2 separate regions of the Mus musculus genome follow, and region 2 is linked to region 1. Evidence: chromatin contacts called from public HiChIP or PLAC-seq data. All regions are on one chromosome and are shown on one strand. Each heading gives the region's core, a stretch centred on a gene start, on an enhancer-like site or on the middle of the called end of the contact. The rest is flanking DNA. Distances are from core to core; before and after follow the strand shown.

Region 1 (5,328 bases), core at 799-3,298:
AACCTCCTCCCCACGCCCTCCCCTCTGCTTCCAAGAGCGTGCTCCCTCACCCACCCACCCACCCACCCACTCCTGCCTCACCCCTCTGGTATCTTCCTTCACTGGGGCACCAAGCCTTCACAGGACCAGGCACCTCCCCTCCCACTGATGCCAGATGAGGCCGTCCTCTGCTACATATGTAGCTGGAGTCATGTGTGCTCTTTGGTTGGTGGTTTAGCCCCTGGGAACTGAGGGGTCTGGTTGGTTAATTGATACTCTTGTTCTTCCTATGGGGTTGCAACCCCCTTCAGCTCCTTCAGTCCTTCCCCTAACTCTTCCATTGGGGTCCCCAGGCTCAGTCCAATGGTTGCTGTGAGTATCTGCATCTGTCTTAGTCAGGTGCTGGCAGAGCCTCTGAGAGGACAGCCATGCCAGGCCCTAAGTACATCAAGGCATCAGCAATAGTGCCAGGGTTTGGTGTCTGTGGATGGAATGGATCACACAGCGGGACAGTCCCGGGACGGCCTGGCCTTCAGCCTCTGCTCCATTTTTGTCCCTGCATTTCCTTTAGACAGGGACAATACCTTATTTAAAAAGATAATATTAAAAAGATAATAAATAATTTATTTAGCTCAATATTACCTGTTTGCTGTATAATTGATACTTACAAGTTAATGGGTTGCCGGGCAGTGGTGGCACACGCCTTTAATCCAAGCACTTGGGAGGCAAAGATAAGGCAGGTTTCTGAGTTCAAGGCCAGCCTGGTCTATACAGAGTGAGTTCCAGGACAGCCAGCCAGTACTATACAGAGAAACCCTGTCTCAAGAAAAGAAAAAGAAAAAGTAAGCCGGGCATGGTGGCACACGCCTTTAATCCTAGCACTCGGGAGGCAGAGGCAGGCAGATTTCTGAGTTCGAGGCCAGCCTGGTCTACAAAGTGAGTTCCAGGACAGCCAGGGCTGTACAGAGAAACCCTGTCTCGAAAAACCAAAAAAAAATAAAATAAAATAAAATAAAATAAAAAAAAAAGAAAAAGAAAAAGTTCATGAGTTAATTTGCACTTTAGTGATGGTAATATTAGTTCAGTATGTATCTATCAACACGAATGCTAATTTCTCAGTGGTCAAAGGCATAGCCAGTCTCTGGTCAGTGCTGAGGAGGCGGAGAAGTTTGAGTTGAAAGCCAATTTGGCCAATCCTGTCTACAAACATTCAGGGGGCTGGAGAGATGGCTCAGTGATTAAGAACACTGACTGCTCTTCCAGAGGTCCTGAGTTCAGTTCCCAGCACCCATGGAGACTTCGGCCACCCATAACTACAGTTCCAGGAGATCTTCTGACCTCCACCTGTGCCAGGCACACAAATAAATGGTCCACATACATATGCAGGCAAAAGCACACATGCATAAAATAGAATCTAAATACAATATTTGTTTGTTTGGAGACAGAGTTGTTCTGCCTAGCCTTGGCTGTCCAGGAGTTCGATCTGTACACCAGGCTGGTCTTGAACTCTCAGAGATCTGCCTGCCTCTGCCTCCCAGAAGTTTTGTTATTGTTTTACTAGAACAAAGTTTTGCAGAAAAATGTACAGTGCTTGTTTTGAGCTCTAATTAATGTGTATATACCGTGAAAAAATGCAGTACTCTCCCAGAGACAAAGTGCGTAGAGGGGAGGAGGGAGTTAAAAAGAAAGGAATTTATGCTCAGTACCGGGAAGCGCCCCCCACCCTCCTGCTGCTGGAAGCCTCTGCTGGCTGCTAGGGTTTTTCTGTATAGAAGGCAAATAATCCCGGAGCCTAGATGCCTTCAGGGACAGTGGAAGTACCAGGCAGTGGGAGCAGAGGCTCGCGGGGTGGGGGGCTCTGAGGCTCCACCTGGCTGTCCCCTTAGCCTCAGCTTCATCCTCCGGGACGGGAGGGGCGTGACTTCCAGGATCTGAGGACACCGGGGCTCCGCCGTTCTGGATAGTCCGTAGACAGCTGAGACCGCCCGCGGTGGCAGATGCTGTGACCCCAGAGCTGCTGAGACGCCACAGGCTCTCCAGAGTGTCCCTCCTCGGCTCCGCCGCCAGGGGGCGCGCGGGGCTCGTGCTGGCCCCGGCTCTGCGCCTCGCGAGGGAGAGCCTGGCTGGTGGCACAAAGCATCCCCATCCCCGCTCTGTGACTACCACACCTGTCCTCTGAACACAGGACCCCAACCTGTCAATTGCCAGGGATATATAGAGAAACCCTGTTCCGCAAAAACAAAAAACAAAAACAAACAAACAAACAAACAAACAAACAACAAAAAAAGAAGCCAAGCCGATCAGTGGTGGCACGCCTTTAATTCCAGCACTTGGGAGGCAGAGGCAGGCAGATTTCTGAGTTCGAGGCCAGCCTGGTCTACAAAGTGAGTTCCAGGCCAGCCAGGGCTACACAGAGAAACCCTGTCTCGAAAAACCAAAAAAAAAAAAAAAAAAAAAAAAAAAGCCAAGCTGAGAACAATTTAAAGTGAAAGTACTTAGATCTTTTAGATCTTTCTTTTCACACGGGCAGCACATGCTAACAGTAAGGAATGGAGAAGGTGGCTTTGGGTTGTTTGAGCAGACAGTGCCCATTCAAAGACACCTGGACTGAGAGCAGTCATTTCCAGACTGAAGGAGGCGGCCTTTGTCCTGCATGGAGGACCTCAGGGTGAGCTGGCAGGCCCTTACTAGCAGAGGACCCCTGAGGTCAGGGGACTGGCCCAGCAGTGTGGCTCGGGCTGCAGGGAAGCGGTGAGACCGCGGGTTTTAGGGCCTGTAAAGGAGCACACGGGCTCAGGACAACATGGTCCCCTGCCAGTAATTCACTCACACGGAGCCCTGGGATGAGGGCCTCTCCAGCTCGAGCTGCGCTGCCTGCCCAGCATCTGTTCCCTCCTGTGTGGAGGACACAATGCAGTTTGCTGGACTCTCCCTGCCTGCCATGTGGATCCCGGGGGTTCCCTCTCCCGCCTTCCAGAGCAGCTTTTCTGAATTCGGAGAATGCCAGCGCTGGGGAAAGAGGAGAGCCTTTGGTCCCAGTTGGCAGAGGCCAGGAAGAGGGTCTGCCTGCAAGCTGGCCGCCCGCCTCTCCCGCTGGTGGAAAGCTAGTTGCTTTGCCCTTACACCAGGTTTCCGCCGCTTCCTGACATTTGCAGCCCGTGTTCCTGAGGACCAGGCCTCTTAGTGTGGGTGGGAAATTGGATGGTGCTCTTATGATTCAGCCCTGTCTCTAAAGGTCACTCCCCCCTGAGTCTGGTGACCTGAGTTCAATCTCCGGGATCCCTGTGGTGGCAGAAGAGGAACCAACTCCTGAAAGCCGACCTCTGACCTCCACACATATGCCATGCCATTAACACACTCTCCCCCCTGAATACATAAATGTAAAAATAAGGGACTGTGGTTTCTTGAGGCAAAGCCTGTATTATAATAATAATAATAATAACAAATTATTATTATTATTATTATACACAAGTTAGTAAGGGCCAGGTGGGAAAGGCCATATGCTGAGCTTTAAGAAGATTTATACCCAGCCATGGTGGCATATGGTTGTACTGAGGAAGCTGAGATGGGGGGTTGTTAGTTTTATCAAAGCCAGTTTGGACTACAAGCAAAACTCTGTCTCAAAACAACAACAACAAAAAAGACTTTGCTCTGTGTACCTCTGAACTCACTCTGTAGACCAGGCTGATTGAACTCACAGAGATCCAACTACCTCTGTTTTGAAGTGATGGGGTTAAAGGGGTTTGCCACCACACTAAACTTCAAAAAGACACTTCTTCTTTCTCCTTCTCCTTCTCCTTCTTCTTCTTCTTTCCTTTTTTGAGACAGAGTTTCTCTATGTAGCCCTGGCTGTCCTGGAATTCACTCTGTAGACCAGGCTGGCCTCAAACTCAGAAATCTGCCTGCCTCTGCCTTCCAAGTGCTCGGATTAAAGGCGTGTACTACCACTGCCCGGCTTCAAAAAGACATTTCTTTTTTTTTTTAATTCATTTATTATTATATGTAAGTACACTGTAGCTGTCTTCAGACACACCAGAAGAGGCCGTCAGATTTCATTACAGATGATTATGAGCCACCATGTGGTTGCTGGGATTTGAACTCAGGACCTTCAGAAGAGCAGTCAGTGCTCTTAACTGCGGAGCCATCTGTCCAGCCCCAAAAAGACATTTCTAAGAATACAGATAAAGCTGGAGATGTATCTCAGTGGTAGAGTATTTGCCTAGGAAATGTACGGCCCTGGTTTCAGTCCCAGCACTGAAATAAATGGGTAGATAAGTGGGTGCAGTTTAGACTGGGGCTGGGGCTCCATGGTAGTTTACTACATGGTAGTTTACTGGCATGTATAAGAAAGACCCTGGGTTGACTCCCGGCACAAAGAAAGAAGGGAAGTGAGGAAGAAAAGAAGAATCTATACCAAAGCTTGGCTCTATGAAACAATCACAAACCTCTAGCTAGACTGACTGTGGTGGTTTGAATATGCTTGGCCCACAGGAAGTGGTACTGCTAGGAGGTGTGGCCTTGTTGGAGAAAGTGTGTCACTGTGGGGTGGGCTTTGGAGGTCTCCTCCTATGCTCAGGCTCCATCTACTGTGGAAGAGAGCTTCCTCATAGCTGCCTGAAGATGCCAGTCTCTCCTGGTTGCCTTCGAATCAAGATGCAGAACTCTCAGCCCCTTCTCCAGCACCATGCCTGCCCACATGCTACCGTGCTTCTTACTATGATAATGGACTGTAAGCCATCCCCAGTTACACGCAGCCTTTATAAGAGCTGCCTTAGTCATGGAGTCTCTTCATAGCAATGGAAACTCTAAGACCCTGACCAAGCCAAAGGAGCTCAAGGAAAAGGGGGGGGAGGGGTACAAATGAGACAAACAGGAGCTGGACAGAGGCCCAGTGGCTAAGAGCACTTACTGCTTTCAGAGGACCCTGGTTTGACCCAGCACCCACATGGCGGCTCACAGCCATCTGTGACTCCAGCTTGAGGGGTTCTGACCCCTTCTTCTGACCCCTAGGGGCACCTGCACACAGGTGCACCAACACACACAAAAGCAAACAAAAGTAAATAAAGCCCGGTGTGGTGGCTCACACCTTTAATCCCAACACTCGGGAGGCAGAGGCAGGCGGATTTCTGAGTTCAAGGCCAGCCTGGTTTACAGAGTGAGTTCCAGGACAGCCAGGGCTATACAGAGAAACCCTGTCTAGAAAAACCAAAAAAAGAAAAAAGAAAAAGAAAAAAGAAAAGAAAGCAGAATAAAGGTGCGGCTGTGAATAATTGTAAGCTAACAAACAAGATACTCAGATGATACCAGCAGTTTCAAGGAAGGCGGCATTGACTTGGAGAAATAAAAGGC
Region 2 (4,744 bases), core at 1,294-3,793, 130 kb before region 1:
CACATGTATACACTGCACACACTGAATACACTCACATACATTGAATACACACACACACACAACACACACACACATTGAGTACACACACACACACACACACTGAATACTCACACACTGAATACACACACACTGAATACACACACACACTGAATACTCACACACACTGAATACTCACACACACACACTGAATACACACACACTGAATACACACACACACACAGCAGCTTTTACCCCATCCTATTATGCCTACCCATGCATGATCTGGTGATCTGATTCAAACAAGCCCACATGAGGTTCTGAGGTTCTGCCCACACAGAAGGGATCTCTGTCCTCCCCACACAGGCTCAGAACAACTAACTCTGTCCTTCCTTCCTCAGCCTTCCTGGGGTCAGACTCTTGAGAGTCACCTGGTGGCTTGTTAAAAACTTTAAACCCATTACATCAGAGTCTATGAGGTGGATCCAGGCGTCTGAAAACTTTAAACAAGGTTCCAGATGATTCTGATTCACTCCAAACTCTTGAGTCCTGACTGGAGCCCTGAGCAGCGGTGCCCTCTTTGATCATTTTCTTGTTTGATTGAAACTGGAAACTCCAGAGGCTCAGACTGGAACCAACATAATGTGTTAATGTGTGCCTCTCTATAAAACAGACTCTAGAACATAGTCACACACACACACACACACACACACACACACACACACACACACACACAGAGAGAGAGAGAGACTCTAGATCTTCAAAATAAAGACCTGGCTTCTCATTTACCCAGGGACTAGGATTTCTTGTATTATCAGATTCTGCTTTTTAAATATAAATTCTAATCAAGATCAGCGAGGGAAGGTGCTCAGGAGAGGCGGCCCCCTGGCACTGCTGTTTATGTAAGTGTCTATTCTTAGGCACTGGGGCAAGGAATAGGCTAGACATTGCTGCCCTCATGGAGTTGATGTCTTGATGAGAGAGACAGTTAATAGGTGAGTATAGAACTAAGTCAATGATTTCTCTCTCTCTCTCTCTCTCTCTCTCTCTCTCTCTCTCTCTTTCTTGGTTTTTCGAGACAAGGTTTCTCTGTACTGTATAGCCCTGGCTGTCCTGGAACTCACTCTGTAGACCAGGTTGGCCTCGAACTCAGAAATCTGCCTGCCTCTGCTTCCCAAGTGCTGGGATTAAAGGCATGCACCACCATTACCCAGCCTAATTGATGTTCTTAAACCTAAGTAACAGACAGTCACAATGCACTAAATGGCTAAAGTTACAAGGGTATTTTTTTTCTTACCCTATTTGTGGAGTGATTGTGTCTCTTCAATGTTCATACATCACAATCCTAGCTCCTAGGACCTAAGGTGTGGCTGTCCTTGGAGTAGAGTGCTCATGAAGCACACATGGAGCTCTGGACTCAACCTGGGCACAGCATAAACCAAAGGTGGTAGCACACCTATGATCCCAGCACACAGGAGTCAGAGGCAGAAGAATTAGAAGTTCAAGGTCATTGACAATCCTCAGCTATATATTAAATTAAACTTCATTGTGGACTACATGAGCCCAGAAAGGGGGAGGGGAGGAAGGAAGGAAGGGAAGAGATAAGAGGGAAGGGAAGAGGAGGAGAGAGGAGAAGGGAGAGCAGGGGTGGAGGGAAGGAGAACAGAAGGGAATGGAAGGGGAAGAGAGGGCAGGCTGGGGAGATGGCTCATCACATAAAAATGCTGGACACATTGCCTACAACCTGAGTTTGGATTCCCAGAACCCATTTAAAAGCCAGAAGTGGCTTGTGTCTGTAGACCGAACCGCCCTGGGCAAGATGGAGGCAGTACCAGGAGAATCACAAGAAGGTTCAGGCAGCTAGCCTGGGATTAGAGGTGAAGCATCACAGAGCAAGAAAGACCCAACGACTGTCGCCTGATGCTGTCTCTGCTGCATACACATGCCACACAAGTAAATAAGAAATATTTTAAGGGCGCCGGGCGTGGTGGCGCATGCCTTTAATCCCAGCCCTTGGGAGGCAGAGGCAGGCGAATTTCTGAGTTCGAGGCCAGCCTGGTCTACAGAGTGAGTTCCAGGACAGCCAGGGCTACACAGAGAAACCCTGTCTCGAAAAAACCAAAAAAAAAAAAAAAAAATTTTAAAAGACAAGAAAGGTTTCTTGCTCTGTATCACCTTTCTAGAAAATTTAAAAATCTATAGAAAGTAATGCCCTCGAGGAGGGGGTGAGGTGAGCTAGGTGGGAGGGCTAGGGGATTGGAAGGGTTGGAGACAGACAGACAGACAGACACACACACACACACACATCCCAGCACTCAGGAGACAGAGGCAGGTGCATCTCTGAGTTTGAGGTCAGCCTGGTCTACAGGGGGAGTTCCAGGACAGCAAGGGCTACACAGAGAAACCCTGTCTCAGGAAGGAAGAGAGGAGAGAGAGAGTCAACCACTAGTGAAGAGGCTGCCAAACACCAATCAGAATTTATTCCCATGATGAGTGGGACTAGGAAGAGAAACCCAAACAAACTCTGAGTTGTACGGGCAGGAGGAAGGGGAAATGGCTGCTGGGAAGGCAGCCAGCAGAGTCTGCTAGAGTGTCCTGCCGAGAACCAAAACAGGCGGATGTGACAACATGAGGGGTGGTGACTGGAAGGGGCCAGTGTTCTCGAGGTGAGGCGAGGGAAGGCTCTGGGAAACTGATGTTTTGGCTGCTGCCCAACTGAAGTTGAAGAGTCGGCAGGCAAAATGGGGAGCAAAGCATTCCAGACAACAAAGACCCTGAAGTAGGAGCAAACATAAGGATCCTAGTCTCAGAAGGGAGTGGCTCTGAGCTCTCACCTTCCTTCCCTCCTTCTACCCATTCTCTGCCTCAGTCTGCCCACCTGAAAAATGGGGCCAAAGAGAATTATCTCTCACTCCGGTGTAACTGAGTCACCAGCAGGGTAGATGCGAATCTGGCCCCTGTCATAGCATGTCAACAAGTTTAGGAAAGTGTGGACTGATGGCACAGGCTTTCTCTCCCCTGAACAATGGGGGGCCCCCATATGAAGCCTGACCAGGAATCCTGGTGAACATCCACAGAGACAGAGCATCGAGCTTTCCAATGAAAGACAACCTACAACACCTGAAGGAGAATGTTAGCTCTCAAACCAGAGACAGAGTGACTGAGTTGCCTGTTAACATATAAGTGAATGCTGGCTGCCTAGCATCCCTTGGTGACAAGGTCCTCCTGGTTAGCATACCCTGTCCTCTACCCTGAACTCTCCAGCCCAGAGGCTGGGCTGCCCTTCCCTATATAATCCAGCCATTTTGGCTATGCTGGCTTTTTTGTGGGTTCTTTGCCTGCCACTCTAGGTCACCTCTCCACACATGGCCCTACTCAAGGTCATGTCGCTCTGGACTCTCCCAGATGTCTCTGCCTCTACCTGTTTTCTCCCTTATAATAAAAACCCTGAGCTGGGCGGTGGTGGCGCACACCTTTAATCCCAGCACTTGGGAGGCAGAGGCAGGCATATTTCTGAGTTCGAGGCCAGCCTGGTCTACAAAGTGAGATTCAGGACAGCCAGGGCTATACAGAGAAACCCTGTCTCGAAAAACAAAACAACAACAACAAAAAAAAAACCCTGAGCCCTTACGAGCAGTCAGTCTTCCTCATTTATTTATTTATTTATTTATTTATTTTTATTTTGAAATTTCCACTCATTCACCTGGTCCTGAAACAGCTACAGAGACCCTTATCTCAGGAACATGGAGAAGCACATGCCAGGCCCTCTTGGAAGGGACATTGTGCGTGTGCGTCCACATCTGCTTCCCCCCACATCACTTCCACCTGGGCAAGGAGCGGGGGAGATGGTGGAAGCTGACACTGGTCTATCGGCACAACCGAGGGGCTAGAGAGAGGGATGTGGCCTGCTCGGGTGGCATGCTGAACGAGCTGGTGGCAGTCATCTGTCTACTGCTCTTCTTTCTCCCCCTCCTTCCTCCCCTCCTTGCTCACTCTTTCTTTGAGTGCTGGGTAATGCTGCTTAGGAGGGCTTCATGCTAAGCAACCGTCATCGCTAAGCCACACCAGCAGTCCTGGTTTTCTTTCTTACTGGATAATAGATCTTTAAGCCTTGCGTGGTGATGTGTGCCTATGATCCCAGCACCCAGGAAACAAGGCAAGATCCCGGGGCATGGGGAGGTCGCAAACTCAGAAGTCTACTATGTGCTGATCTATCCTCATTTCGCAGGCTGAGACAGGAGGCTCATTGCCAGCGCTGGCTTACAGAAGTGAGTTGTAGGACATCCAGGGCGTGTAGTGAAACCCCAGCTCAAGTCTACTAACTAAATGGATGAAAATGTAAAGGTAGCTTGGGATGCAGCTCAGTGGTAGAGCACTTTAGCTGGCTGGCACAGGTCCTGGGTCCAATCCCCAACAACACACCTAGGCACACACCCAATACATGCATATGTAAAAAGTATAAGAAAGATGGGGGCGCTGGAGAGATGGCTCGATGGTTAAGAGCACTGGCTGCTCCTCTAGAGGTCCTGAGTTCAATTTCTGGTAACCATCTGTAATGGGATCTGATGCCCTCTTCTGGTGTGTCTGAAGACAGTGACAGTGTACTCATACATAGAATAAATAAATCTTTTTTTAAAGACACATTTAAGTTAAAGGAAGGAAGGAAGGAAGGAAGGAAGGGAGGGAGGAAGGAAAGAAGAAAGGAAGGAAGGAAGGAAGGAAGGAAGGAAGGAAGGAAGGAAGAAAGGAAGAAGACGGATAGATGGAG

What was found. HiChIP or PLAC-seq counts read pairs in DNA pulled down with a chosen protein or histone mark.
Region 2: a contact with region 1 is called in an H3K4me3 HiChIP or PLAC-seq map of bone marrow-derived macrophages, with 3 times the contacts expected there. The contact joins two enhancer-like sites. A contact is called at or near these places in 7 of 484 Hi-C or Micro-C datasets (the Ba/F3 cell line, the G1E-ER4 cell line, bone marrow-derived macrophages and 3 more) and 10 of 115 datasets of contacts at active chromatin or transcription factors (bone marrow-derived macrophages, cardiomyocytes, craniofacial prominence and 6 more).

Annotation. Positions count from the first base shown.
Region 1 is chr6:30,202,486-30,207,813 of GRCm38.p6, reverse strand. No RefSeq gene overlaps it. Among named protein-coding and RNA genes, the nearest start is that of Gm31221, 27 kb to the right of the region's middle. Within about 2 kb of position 2,048, at least 41 of the 459 cell types and tissues checked have an H3K27ac peak or open chromatin away from gene starts, as enhancers often do. A contact at or near this core is called in bone marrow-derived macrophages, where this site is marked.
Region 2 is chr6:30,334,845-30,339,588 of GRCm38.p6, reverse strand. No RefSeq gene overlaps it. Among named protein-coding and RNA genes, the nearest start is that of 1700095J07Rik, 33 kb to the right of the region's middle. Within about 2 kb of position 2,543, at least 156 of the 459 cell types and tissues checked have an H3K27ac peak or open chromatin away from gene starts, as enhancers often do. A contact at or near this core is called in bone marrow-derived macrophages, where this site is marked.